2 separate regions of the Mus musculus genome follow, and region 2 is linked to region 1. The links are chromatin contacts, called in public HiChIP or PLAC-seq maps. All regions are on one chromosome and are shown on one strand. The core of a region is the stretch at or near the end of the contact, and the rest is flanking DNA. Distances in the headings are between cores, read along the strand shown. Region 1 has its middle 620 kb from the start of Tlr4. Region 2 holds the start of Tlr4 (toll-like receptor 4).

What was found. HiChIP or PLAC-seq counts read pairs in DNA pulled down with a chosen protein or histone mark.
Region 2: an H3K4me3 HiChIP or PLAC-seq map of bone marrow-derived macrophages shows a contact between it and region 1, with 12 times the contacts expected there. The contact joins the promoter of Tlr4 here to the enhancer-like site in region 1. A contact is called at or near these places in 3 of 39 promoter capture datasets (the C10 cell line and liver), 1 of 484 Hi-C or Micro-C datasets (bone marrow-derived macrophages), 4 of 115 datasets of contacts at active chromatin or transcription factors (the 230-238 cell line, bone marrow-derived dendritic cells, bone marrow-derived macrophages and 1 more) and 1 of 9 other capture datasets (macrophages).

The regions. Positions count from the first base shown.
Region 1 is chr4:67,445,408-67,450,939 of GRCm38.p6, reverse strand. No RefSeq gene overlaps it. Among named protein-coding and RNA genes, the nearest start is that of Tlr4, 620 kb to the right of the region's middle. Within about 2 kb of position 2,914, at least 3 of the 459 cell types and tissues checked have an H3K27ac peak or open chromatin away from gene starts, as enhancers often do. A contact at or near this core is called in bone marrow-derived macrophages, where this site is marked.
Region 2 is chr4:66,825,417-66,830,948 of GRCm38.p6, reverse strand. Tlr4 (toll-like receptor 4) reads right to left here and starts at 3,398. Exons shown (of 3, transcript NM_021297.3): 1 at 3,028-3,398. The coding sequence starts at 3,117.

The DNA.
Region 1 (5,532 bases), core at 1,665-4,164:
GAAAGAATTTCTATAAAGTATACACACGGTTATCCAGAGAGGCCAGATTTGAAATGCCTTAAGAAATTTCTTAAGAAACTCGGAGAAAGTAATATACTTATGTAGAAGATAATTTAGAGATTTACTTAATTAAATAATGAAGACATATAAGATCAAGAAACCTCATTTGTAATTGGGCCAGCAATATTCAGGAAAAAAAAAACATGAAGTATATGATTCCACCCAATAGCATTTTCTATATCAAGGTCTTCCTTTATAATGATATATAATATGTATAAATATTATATATTTACATATATATGTTATACATATTGCATATTTATGGGTTACAATAAACTCTTTGGTTTATTTATATGCTGGGATGATCAAATTATGTTAGGAGACAGAGATAGAAAAAATGAATGGAATTTTGGTCAATGTGAGTATCTACTTCCTTGCAAATCTATGCTGTTCCTTTTTGTTGTTGTTGTTAAAATATGCCCACATTATAAACTATAAATGAGCTTTTATGTAAATGTTAATGGTAAAAATGAACACTAGAAAGGGTTCAAATATATTTTATTTTCAAACTTCTTACAGTCTGTGAGTTGTTTCATGCATATTCTGTATTTTTTAACTAATATCCACTTACAAGGAAGTATAATATCATACATGTACTTTTGGGCCTGGTTACCATACTCAGGATGATATTTTCTAGTTCCACCCATTTCCCTTCAAAATTCATGATGTCCTCATTTTTAATAGCTGACTAGTACTATATTGTATAAATGAGCCACATTATCTGTATCCATTCTTCCATTGAGGGACATCTGGGTTGAGTCTAGTTTTTGGCTATTACAAATAAGGCTGCTAGGAATATAATGGAGCATGCCGTATAGTTGAACATCTTTTGGGTATATGCCCAGTGGTGGATAGCTGGGTCTTCAGGTAGAAATATTTCCAATTTTCTGAGGAACTACCAGATTGATTTCCAGACTGGTTCTTTCAGTTTGTAATCCCACTAGCAATTGATGATTGCTCCTCTTTCTCCACATCCTTGTCAGCATGCGCTGTCACTTGAGTTTTTGATCTTTACTGTTCTCATTGGTGTAAGGTGGAATCTCAAGATCATTTTGATTTGCACTTCCTTGATGACTAAGGATTTTGCACATTTCTTTAAGTGCTTCTCAGCTATTTAAGATTCCTCTATTGAGAATTCTCTGTTTAGTTCTGAACACCCTAAGGGGGAGTGGGTGGGTAGGGGAGTGGGGGTGGGTGGGTATGGGGGACTTTTGATATAGCATTGGAAATGTAAATGAGCTAAATACCTAATAAAAAAATGGAAAAAAAAGAATAAATTTTGGAAAGATGGGAAAAAAAGAATAGTATTCAATAAAAAGTAGTAACTATGAAAAAAAAAACAAAAAAAAACAAAAAAAATTGGATTATTTGTGTTTTAAGAGTCTAACATCTTGAATTCTTTACATAGAATATTGGTCTTGTATTGTATGTAAGGTTAGTGAAGATCTTTCTCCAGTTTGTAGGCTGCCATGTTGTCCTATTGACAGTGTCCTCTGCCTTACAGAAGCTTTTCAGTTCCAAGAGATGAAATGTATTTTCTCCACAGAGGTAATTGGCGGTTGCTCTGTCTTTATAATTGAATACTATTCAACTCTTTGAACTACAGGAATTTGGGGGCTTTATGCTCCGTAAAAAGATACAAAATTCTACCTCAAAGGGCAAATATTGTACTGTTTACTGATAAACACTCATTCTAAGAAAGTTGTAATAATGGATTAGAATCAAATGCTTGTCAGAATTTGTGCGAAATGATGACATAAGGGGAAAGAGCAGAGATTATCTTTCTAGTGAAGAGAATGTTCTGCATCTTCAGTTTTTTGAAAATTTCCATTCTGTCGCTAAAATTATATAGCAATGAGTGGTAGAGAGGAGGGAGGGAATAATTACTTGCAACTTCCTGGAATTATTTCAATAACACCTGTAACATTATTAATTTCCTGACTTTTATGCTATACGAGAATCTTGTAAGATGTAACTGTTGAGGGAAGTTAGATGAAAGGCATAGACATTTTTGATCAAGTCCTTTATTATTTGAAAACAGTTGCTTAATATCACTTATGCCCCCCCCCTTTTTCTCCATTGCTCATTGGCTCTCCTTCAACTTCAGCATGAACACAACAGGTGAGATGTGAAGATCCTGGTTTCTCACTGTAGCTCTTCTTTCCTTACAGCCTTCTAATAGCTGTTTAGGTAAACTAAAGTCCATCTCTTGAATACCCCATGAATTCTATTTCTATGTGGTTTCTTCAATGTGACATTTGAGTTTGCATACATTATGTTATGACATCCTCACCGAAACTCTCCAATTAACTTAAAATTGCTTAAAAATCAATAGGCTCCAGCGCTAGGAGCAAAAGAAGGGTGTAGACAAGGTCAGCTTGACATTTCTGATAAGTATTTGCTTATATTTGTTGAATTTATTTTTATTACTTGGTTGAACACTGATACAGACTATTTCTTGTATTGATTTGCTGCAAAAATCATGTATTCTTTCAAAGTCTGGGAATAAATAAGTCTGGTTCAGTGACCTGAAACACAGGATGCAACTAGATAGATAGATAGATAGATAGATAGATAGATAGATAGATAGATAGATAGATAAATATAGATATAAAAATAAATTTGCAAATGGATATTAAAGGATACTGTATGAATGAAGATGTAAATTATTAAATGATTATTTATTGAAAATAAACTTGTGATCTGATTCAAATGTATGAGGGCTCTCTATATATATAGACTTCTCCAGTCTCCAAATAAGATTTGTCTACCACTGAGATGTGAGTCATACTGCAAATGATTGATTTGGCACTAAAAACATGACATTTCTTGATTTTGTTTCTGGTAAAGGAAGTTCCGATTTTAAGAATCCACAGCAAATAGACATTAATATGAGTCAGCAAAGAGACTCAGCAGCATACCAGGAAGTGAGAAGTTGAAAAAAAATCTTATATTTCATGTTGACGTGGCTTTCAATCTTAATAAAAAAAATGTCCAGACTGTCTGTAGAAACCAGATAAATCAAACTCATCCCGATCTCAGTTTCCCATCTACCCACTGACTCTTAACCACCTGCTGAATATGAGTGAACATAAATCTGCAAAGAAAACAAAGACAACACACACACACACACACACACACACACACACACACACACACACACACATACACACAGAGAGAGACAAAGACAGAGAGAGAGAGACAGAGAGAGAGACAGAGAGAGAGACAGAGACAACGACACAGAGAGACAGGCAGAGAGGTAGAGAGATAGAGAGAAAGAGACAGCTTCATAGGTTTCATGGGATACCTTAAACTTTTAGTAGAAACATGATTTCAGAATTTCTTTTATGCAAAAAAAATGCATGCCTGAAGAATGAGATATTGGTAGAAAGACAAATCTCTACCAACTGTGCTATTTTCTATGCTATTTGGTTGAACCTCCAGAACAAAAGATAACTATTTTGCCTACTTTGATACTTTTAAAAATCCATAGATTATGTGTATGAATAGCTGCATTTGCTTATAAAATTATGATATTTTGTATATGCTTAAAGTGTTATAAAGTTCAAAAATGATTCAAATATTACCTTGCTAACTGTGCTCATCAAAAGAGCAGCATTCATATGAGTACACTGTAGCTGTCTTTAGACACACCAGAATTGGGCATCTGATCCCATTACAGATGGTTGTGAGCCATCATGTGGTTGCTGGGAATTGAACTCAGGACCTCTAGAAGGGCAGTCAGTGCTCTTAATCACAGAGCCATCTTTCCTGGGAACAAAACACCCATGGAAGGAGTTACAGAGACAAAGTTTGGAGATGAGACAAAAGGATGGACTATCTAGGGACTGCCATATCTGGGGATCCATCCTATAGTCAGCTTTCAAACACTGACACCATTGCATACACTAACAAGATTTTGCTGAAAGGACCCAGATAAAGCTGTCTCTTGTGAGACTATGCAGGGGCCTAGCAAACACAGAAGTGGATGCTCACTGTCAGCTATTGTATGGATAACAGGGCCCCCAATGGAGGAGCTAGAGAAAGTACCCAAGGAGCTAAAGGGATCTACAACCCTATAGGTGGAACAACAATATGAACTAACCAGTACCCCCCAGAGCTCGTGTCTCTAGCTGCATATGTATCAGAAGATGGCCTAGTCGGCCATCAGTGAAAAGAGAGGCCCATTGGTCATGCAAACTTTATATGCTTCAGTATAGGGGAACGCCAGGACCAAGAAGTGGGAATGGGTGGGTGGAGGAGTGGGTGGGGGAGCGTGTGGGGGACTTCTGGGATAGCATTGGAAATGTAAATGAAATAAATATCTAATAAAAAAGAAAAAAAGAAAAACGAAACAAAACAAAACAAACAAAATGAACAGCCATTGAAAAGAATGAAAATTGGAAGAAATATCAAACCCTAAACTTAAAGAGTTTCCTTCTTTCTTTTTTTTTTAGATTCAGTGTGCTCCCAATGTGTAAGGATTCAGATAACATAGGGTAACAATATTAAATTTGCTTAAAGTATTTAACTACTACACCTACTGTGTATGTGACAGCTATTCAAATGGGACCATATGATTTACATTGGCCCATAGAATGCCAAAAAACATTACTTATCACTCTTGGATGGATGCTGCATGATCAAGGTCACATATTGTGTTTCTTTTGCAGTACTAATATTTCATTGCAATCTCTTCAGGTAAAATCGCTTTGGTCTTAATCAATGAATAAATGCAAAAAACTTCTTAGGGCCAATTTTGTACATGCAATGTGAACCATGAGTCCATTAACAATAGGCTCTGATAGGAAAACTATTTACATGTAATCTAGCCTATTGTAACTTAATCACAACTTACCAAAAACCATTTCCTCAGTGTTCATCTTTGTTACTCTGTTACTGGAACATTTTATGAGTTAAATGAGGTTCTATAAAATTGTATATATTTTAAATTTAATCCCACAAAGCATTGAATACTTCTATAGACTCCACAGATGTCAGCCACTTATTCCTTCCATTCTTATGTAAGTATGTTATGTGTTATATTAAACCTTATATCTAATTGTCCTCTTCTTGAACAAAAGGTAATGTAGCAACTTTCTTGATTAATAGAACTTTGTAGGAGGAACATTCTAGATGTTCTAAGAATAAGTTTTACTAATATCTGTTCATTCTCCTCTTGTGTTAATCCTCCCTCAAGAGACCCTGCAACCACGCTTGTAAAGCTCTCATCAAATGGTTGAGTCATACTTGGGTTTTAAATGGCAAATTGATGATTACACTGACCACATTATCTGTAATCACAATCACTATCCATTAGCCATGTTGCACTTCCTGCCATATCAATGCTAGAGAACTGTAGCTCTAGCAGATACATAAAATATCGCAGTCACTTATCCAGATCATGCTAAGCCATGGATAGAATCTTCAGTGACAATAATACATTTTTAAAATACTTTTTTATTTTAAAAT
Region 2 (5,532 bases), core at 2,149-4,648, 620 kb after region 1:
AAAAAGATAATCCTGAAATCAAAGCTCCACATTAGAGTACTGCAGCTATAAGCCACACATAGCTATGAAATATGAAACACGCATAGGAGAAATCAAAATGTCCAGTAAAACAAAAATGTTGCTGAATGTCTAATTTCCTGTATCAAAAATTGAACATAAGGTATCTTCGTAATTGCTTAACTATGTGGTAGGATTTCCCCCTAATAAACATTACAGGAAACCAATCACTAGATGAGTAGGTGGGACTTCCGAGTCGGGAAGAGGAAGAGGAAGAGGGAGGCAGGAGTAAGGAAGGTCTCTTTGTGGATGGCTGAGAGCATTAGAGGCACATTGCAGATAGTCGGAGGCTGTCAATTCAAGTGGTGGATCCTCCAAGATCTGCCACCTGAGGATTTTGTTTGTTTGTTTTTTGGTTATTTTACTCATTTACATTTCAAATGTTATCCCCCTTCCCAGTTTTCCCTCCACAAGCCCCCTACCCCCTCGCCGTCCCCCACCCCCCTACCTCTATGAGGGTGCTCCCTCACCCTCACACCCACTCCTGCCTTAACAGCCTAGTGTTCCCCTATCCTGGGTCCTCAAGTCTCCACAAGAACAAGAGGCTCCTGAGTCGGAGGATTTTTAACATAGATTAGTTTACAAAAACAGTACAGGGGAATGGCAGAGCCAGGAAGCAGGAGTGGGTAGGTTGGGGAGCAGGGCAGAGGGGAGGGTATAGGGGGCTGTGAGGATAGCATTTGAAATGTAAATTAAGAAAATATCTAATAAAAAAAAATTAGGATGCTAGGTTCTGCACCCAACATTGTGTTACCTGTTGATTGTAGACCAAGTGTGTGTTGTGTTTTCCTTCACATGGCAACTCAACTGGGCTCCAGAGAAAAGTATGGTGGTAGAGTGTGGTGTGCAAGAGTACACCCCAGCCAAAATGAACTAACCAGTACCCCCAGAGCTCGTATCTCTAGCTGCATATGTAGCAGAAGATGGCCTAATCAGCCATCACTGGGAAGAGAGGCCCAAACTTTTTATGCTCCAGTACAGGGAAACGCCAGGGCCAAGAAGTGGGACTGGGTGGATAGGGGAGCAGGGTGGGGGGAGGGTATAGGGAACTTTCAGGGTGGCATTTGAAATGTATATAAAGAAAATATCTAATAAAAAAAAAGTACACCCCAGCCAGCTGCAGGAATTTGGAAATGTGGGGCGTGCTTGGCATCAGCCAGCCATGGTAACTTATGGAGCCTGGTGAAAAGAGCAATTTCAGAGCTCTGGAGACACAGAGCAGGCATGGGTGAGACAGACCCTGGCTAAAGGAAAGAACATGTTCTCCTCGGCCTGTCCATAGGGCTGGAGACAGACCTGAGGCTAGTGCTTAGCCAGTGTTAGTGTGGGATGCTTTTATTATATTTCACGCATCATAACTATATTTAATTGCATAAAAATCATTGAAACTAATTTGATGCATTTATTCTTAATTTTTCAATTTGATCAACAGTGAAGTTTTAAACTATATACAGGGATTCCATAATTTTAGCATGGTGAGCCTTGACCTAGGTGAGGGATGATGGTGTGTGTAGTTAGCTTAGGCAGTGCTAAGGCCCTGTAGGATGAAGCAACCATCATGGTTCCAAAGAGTTATTAAGAGTATAAAGGAGTAGTTTGATAAATCTAAGCCCCTGGACCAATAACAACAAATAAAGAAGAAACTGTGTGTGGGTATAGAAAGGAATATGAACTAGGAAACCAGTCAGGAATCACTCCTGAAGACAAGGCCAAGGGCCCTGAGACCTGGCTTACAGAAGGAACAAGCAAGCTTTGAGAGTTGACAAAGCACACCAGACACCAAGAGCAACGGGATTTTATCTCAGTGTAGCACTGATTGGAAATTCCATCTCTGCCAACATAACTGAGGAATCAGAAAGCAAGATACTGTGATTATAACTTTTTAAAATTAACAGTATTTTTCCCCATGTGAATGTCATGTATCTTAACTCATTGAACCAGTTTTGAGCTTCTGAGCCTACCTCACCCCGAATTCCTTCCTTGTTTGCTCAGTTCTATTGTGAGCTTCTAAGATAATTGCGTGGTCTGTGCAGGAGGAAAACAAGAATGAGTCATGGGTCAGATTACTCACGACTCAGTATTCGACCAAAACGGGAGTTACTGCCTTAGCAGTAACTAATTGATGTTTTAAGTTGCTCTGTCCCTCTCCTTCCCTCACCCCTCCCATTTCTTTATCTCCTAGAATTAGTTGCAGAATACTAAAATCACTTAGAAAAGTCTTTGTGTTTTTGTGTGTTTTGTTGTTTTATTTTTTAATAGAAATTCTTTCATTTAAGACAATTGTTCCCTTTATTCATTTGTGTGTGTGCTCATGCATATACACACCTGCCAAGGCAGACACTTGCAAGTGAGAAGACATCTTAAAGGAGGAGATTCCCTGCCTCTAACTTGTGAGGCTTGAGGCTTGAACTCAGATTTTCATCAGGCTTGGCAGCCACTGACCTTACCTGCTGAGCTACCACTCAAAGCATCTCAAAGATGCTTCGAAAGCAGCAGAAAAGACACAGCTACCTTCACTTGATTTGGAAAGGGAAGGAATGACCGCTAAAAGCTGAGTGGCCAGAGTTCCCACAGAAAGCCCTGAAATTACAGCCTACTTACATTTTTCAGTGATTACAGTCATGCTTTCGTCCCGTGAATACTGGCCTCAGAGACGTTCAGTAAGTTCTTTAACGACTCTCAGGTATGTCACAGAACAATGACTATAAACTAGTTTTACTAATTTCAAGTCCCTAAATCATGACTCAGACGCCTTAAATGAAACAAGACACCCCTGGCTGCCTGTTCCTGCCCTGTGTTAACACTGAGGCTTTTTGTTGCCAAGGCTTCTCAAGTTTTTGGTTAGTTTAACTCCTTCGTGCAAAATAAACTAAGCAGAGCACACACAGGGAGCTCTGAGCTGTGGATAGTTTTGAGAAACAAGGCAGGCTAGCAGGAAAGGGTGTGATCACATGCGATCAAGACACATACCTCTATGCAGGGATTCAAGCTTCCTGGTGTCAGGCAGGAGAAGAACAGTGCCATGATCAGAGTCCTAGCCAGGAGCCAGGGAGGCATCATCCTGGCATTTTCTGCAACCAGTGGAGGCCATGAGAGAACATGACGATCTGTAACTGGTGGCAGCGCAGAGTCCCTGGGACACCTGCCTCTTCCCTCCCAGTGGGTGCCCCTCTGCAAGTACTATATTCAAAGAGGAAGTGAGAGTGCCAACCTTAGCATTCTCACTTTTGGTTTTGTTCTAGAATCGATCTGCCCCGTCGCAGGAGGGAAGTTAGAAGACTGAAGACTAGAACAGGAAGAAGGCGTTTGCTGACCGACTGGAGGAACAGCAAGAGGAAGCTGGCTTTCATCCCAGGAAGTCATCTGACCTCTGGGCTTGGTGAAGGCAGGGAACTGGCGTGGAGCAACATCCTCATTCCTTCTTTATTTTCAACAGAGGATGCTTACTGCTTCAGTTAGACTCCCAAGTCTCCCAGAGCACAGTATTAGGGACTGGATGTTTCAGACTAGAGGAACATATTTTCTCACAATGCTAGAGATTAAAACCCAGGATGAAGATATCATCAGTTGCCGTGTCTTGTGTCATGATGCTTTCTTTTACCTATGTGTGTACGTGTTCATTCGTTCACGGGGGGGATGTATATTTCGTGTGTGTGTGTGTGTGTGTGTGTGTGTGTGTGTGTGTGTGTGTGTGTGTGTGTGTGTGTAAAAGCCAGAGTTCACTATTGAGTGCCTTCTGCAGTTCTCAGTTCTCAATCTTCTTTTATTATTAATTACTATTTATTATTGGAAACAGGATCATAGTGTTTATTATTAAAAGGAGAACGTTCAGGAAAGATAGGAGCAGGCTCGTGAGCTGTGGGAGAAACTCAAGAGGCTCCACCATTGTTTTGGAGCCGAGGTCTCTAACTGAACCTGGTACTGATTCCTTGGCTATACTGACTGATCAGTTAAGTTTTGAGATCTCCCACCTGTAGCTAGCCTTTTCCCAGTGCTGGAATTATAGATATCAGCATTCGGGTTTTTGTTGTTTGTGATGTTGTTTTTTTACGATGTTTGCTTTTTATTTGTTTATTTATTTCATTTTTTTAAATGCTGTTACTGAGGATCTGCAGGTCTTCATGAATTTGAAACATTTTATCAACTGAGATATCTCCCTGGCCCCTGACCTCTTTTTTTAAAATAATCAGTTATATTGTATTAAGGCAGACCCATAAGACATTAGTTTACTTTAATTATCTCATTAAATTCAAGTCATAGGACATGGCACTGGGAGATGAATTTTTAAATTGCAGTCACAGAAACAGGCACAGCCTATGAATTTTAGGGAACAGTACATAATTCTACATGTGACACTGCTAGTGAAGAAGTAGTGAAGGGAATCAGAAGTTGCTGAAGTAAAGGTCAGGTCAGATGACTAAACACCAGATCACCTTGTCCAAATGATTTTATTTCCTGAGCCTCATTTTCAGCCCTGTAAACCTGAGAACAGTTTTTACCTCCCTCCTTCTTTACATATTTACATTATTTGACATATCTAAATACTAATATTTAGAATACATACACTTAGAAGGCTATGTGATTCTGCTTGGATCATCTGTGGACTGCTGGCATGTGGTAGCTTCCCAGGGAAGCTTCTGATAAGAAGATGAAAATACCAGCAACCTCCAACCTCCACTGAGACTTCAGGAGAACTGACCTGCATTATGAAACTTCTATCCCCAAATCCCCCTTTTCACCATATAAAACCCAAGCCCCCTGCAAAATTATGTACAGTCTCCACTTCCATGGAGAGACTGGGTCCCTTCATTGTTCTGATTCAAAGATCCATCTGCCTCTGAAGAGAAAAAAAAAAAAAAAGATGCATGACAGCAGTCAAGCTATACAAGCCAGTTCTCCATTTGCTACTATGAGAATGAAGGTATAGAGTTGGGAAGATAGCTCATCAATTAAGAGTCATTTCTGCTCTTCTGAAAGAAAGGGGTTTGCTTCCCAGCACCCATATGCTATCCCACAACCATCTGTAACTCTAATTCCAGGGAATCTATTTCTCTCCTCTGACTCGCATGGACACTGCATGTGATAGTCATACAAATATGTAGGTAAACACTCATACATGAATGAAAATAAAAAGAAAAATCTTTAAATAAATAGAAGATTATCTATCTTGTGTGGTTGAATTAAATTAATCATAGCACAGATCCTCATTATATCCCATAAAAGACAACTATGGCAATTATAAAAATAAAATGTGGGCAATATAAGGATAATCATACTTCCTCAAAGAGTAGTTGTAAAGCTGTTAGAGCCATGCCTGAGGAAAAGCAAGTTCATATAAGTTTCTGATGAATAGAAGGATAAACATCACTAGTCCAGTCGATACCCCCAAGGTGTGTCATAAGAACCTCAAATGTATTTTAGCTACAACAAAGCTGCAAAAGTCTAGATCACCATCAATCAGGTTAGAATTCTCTC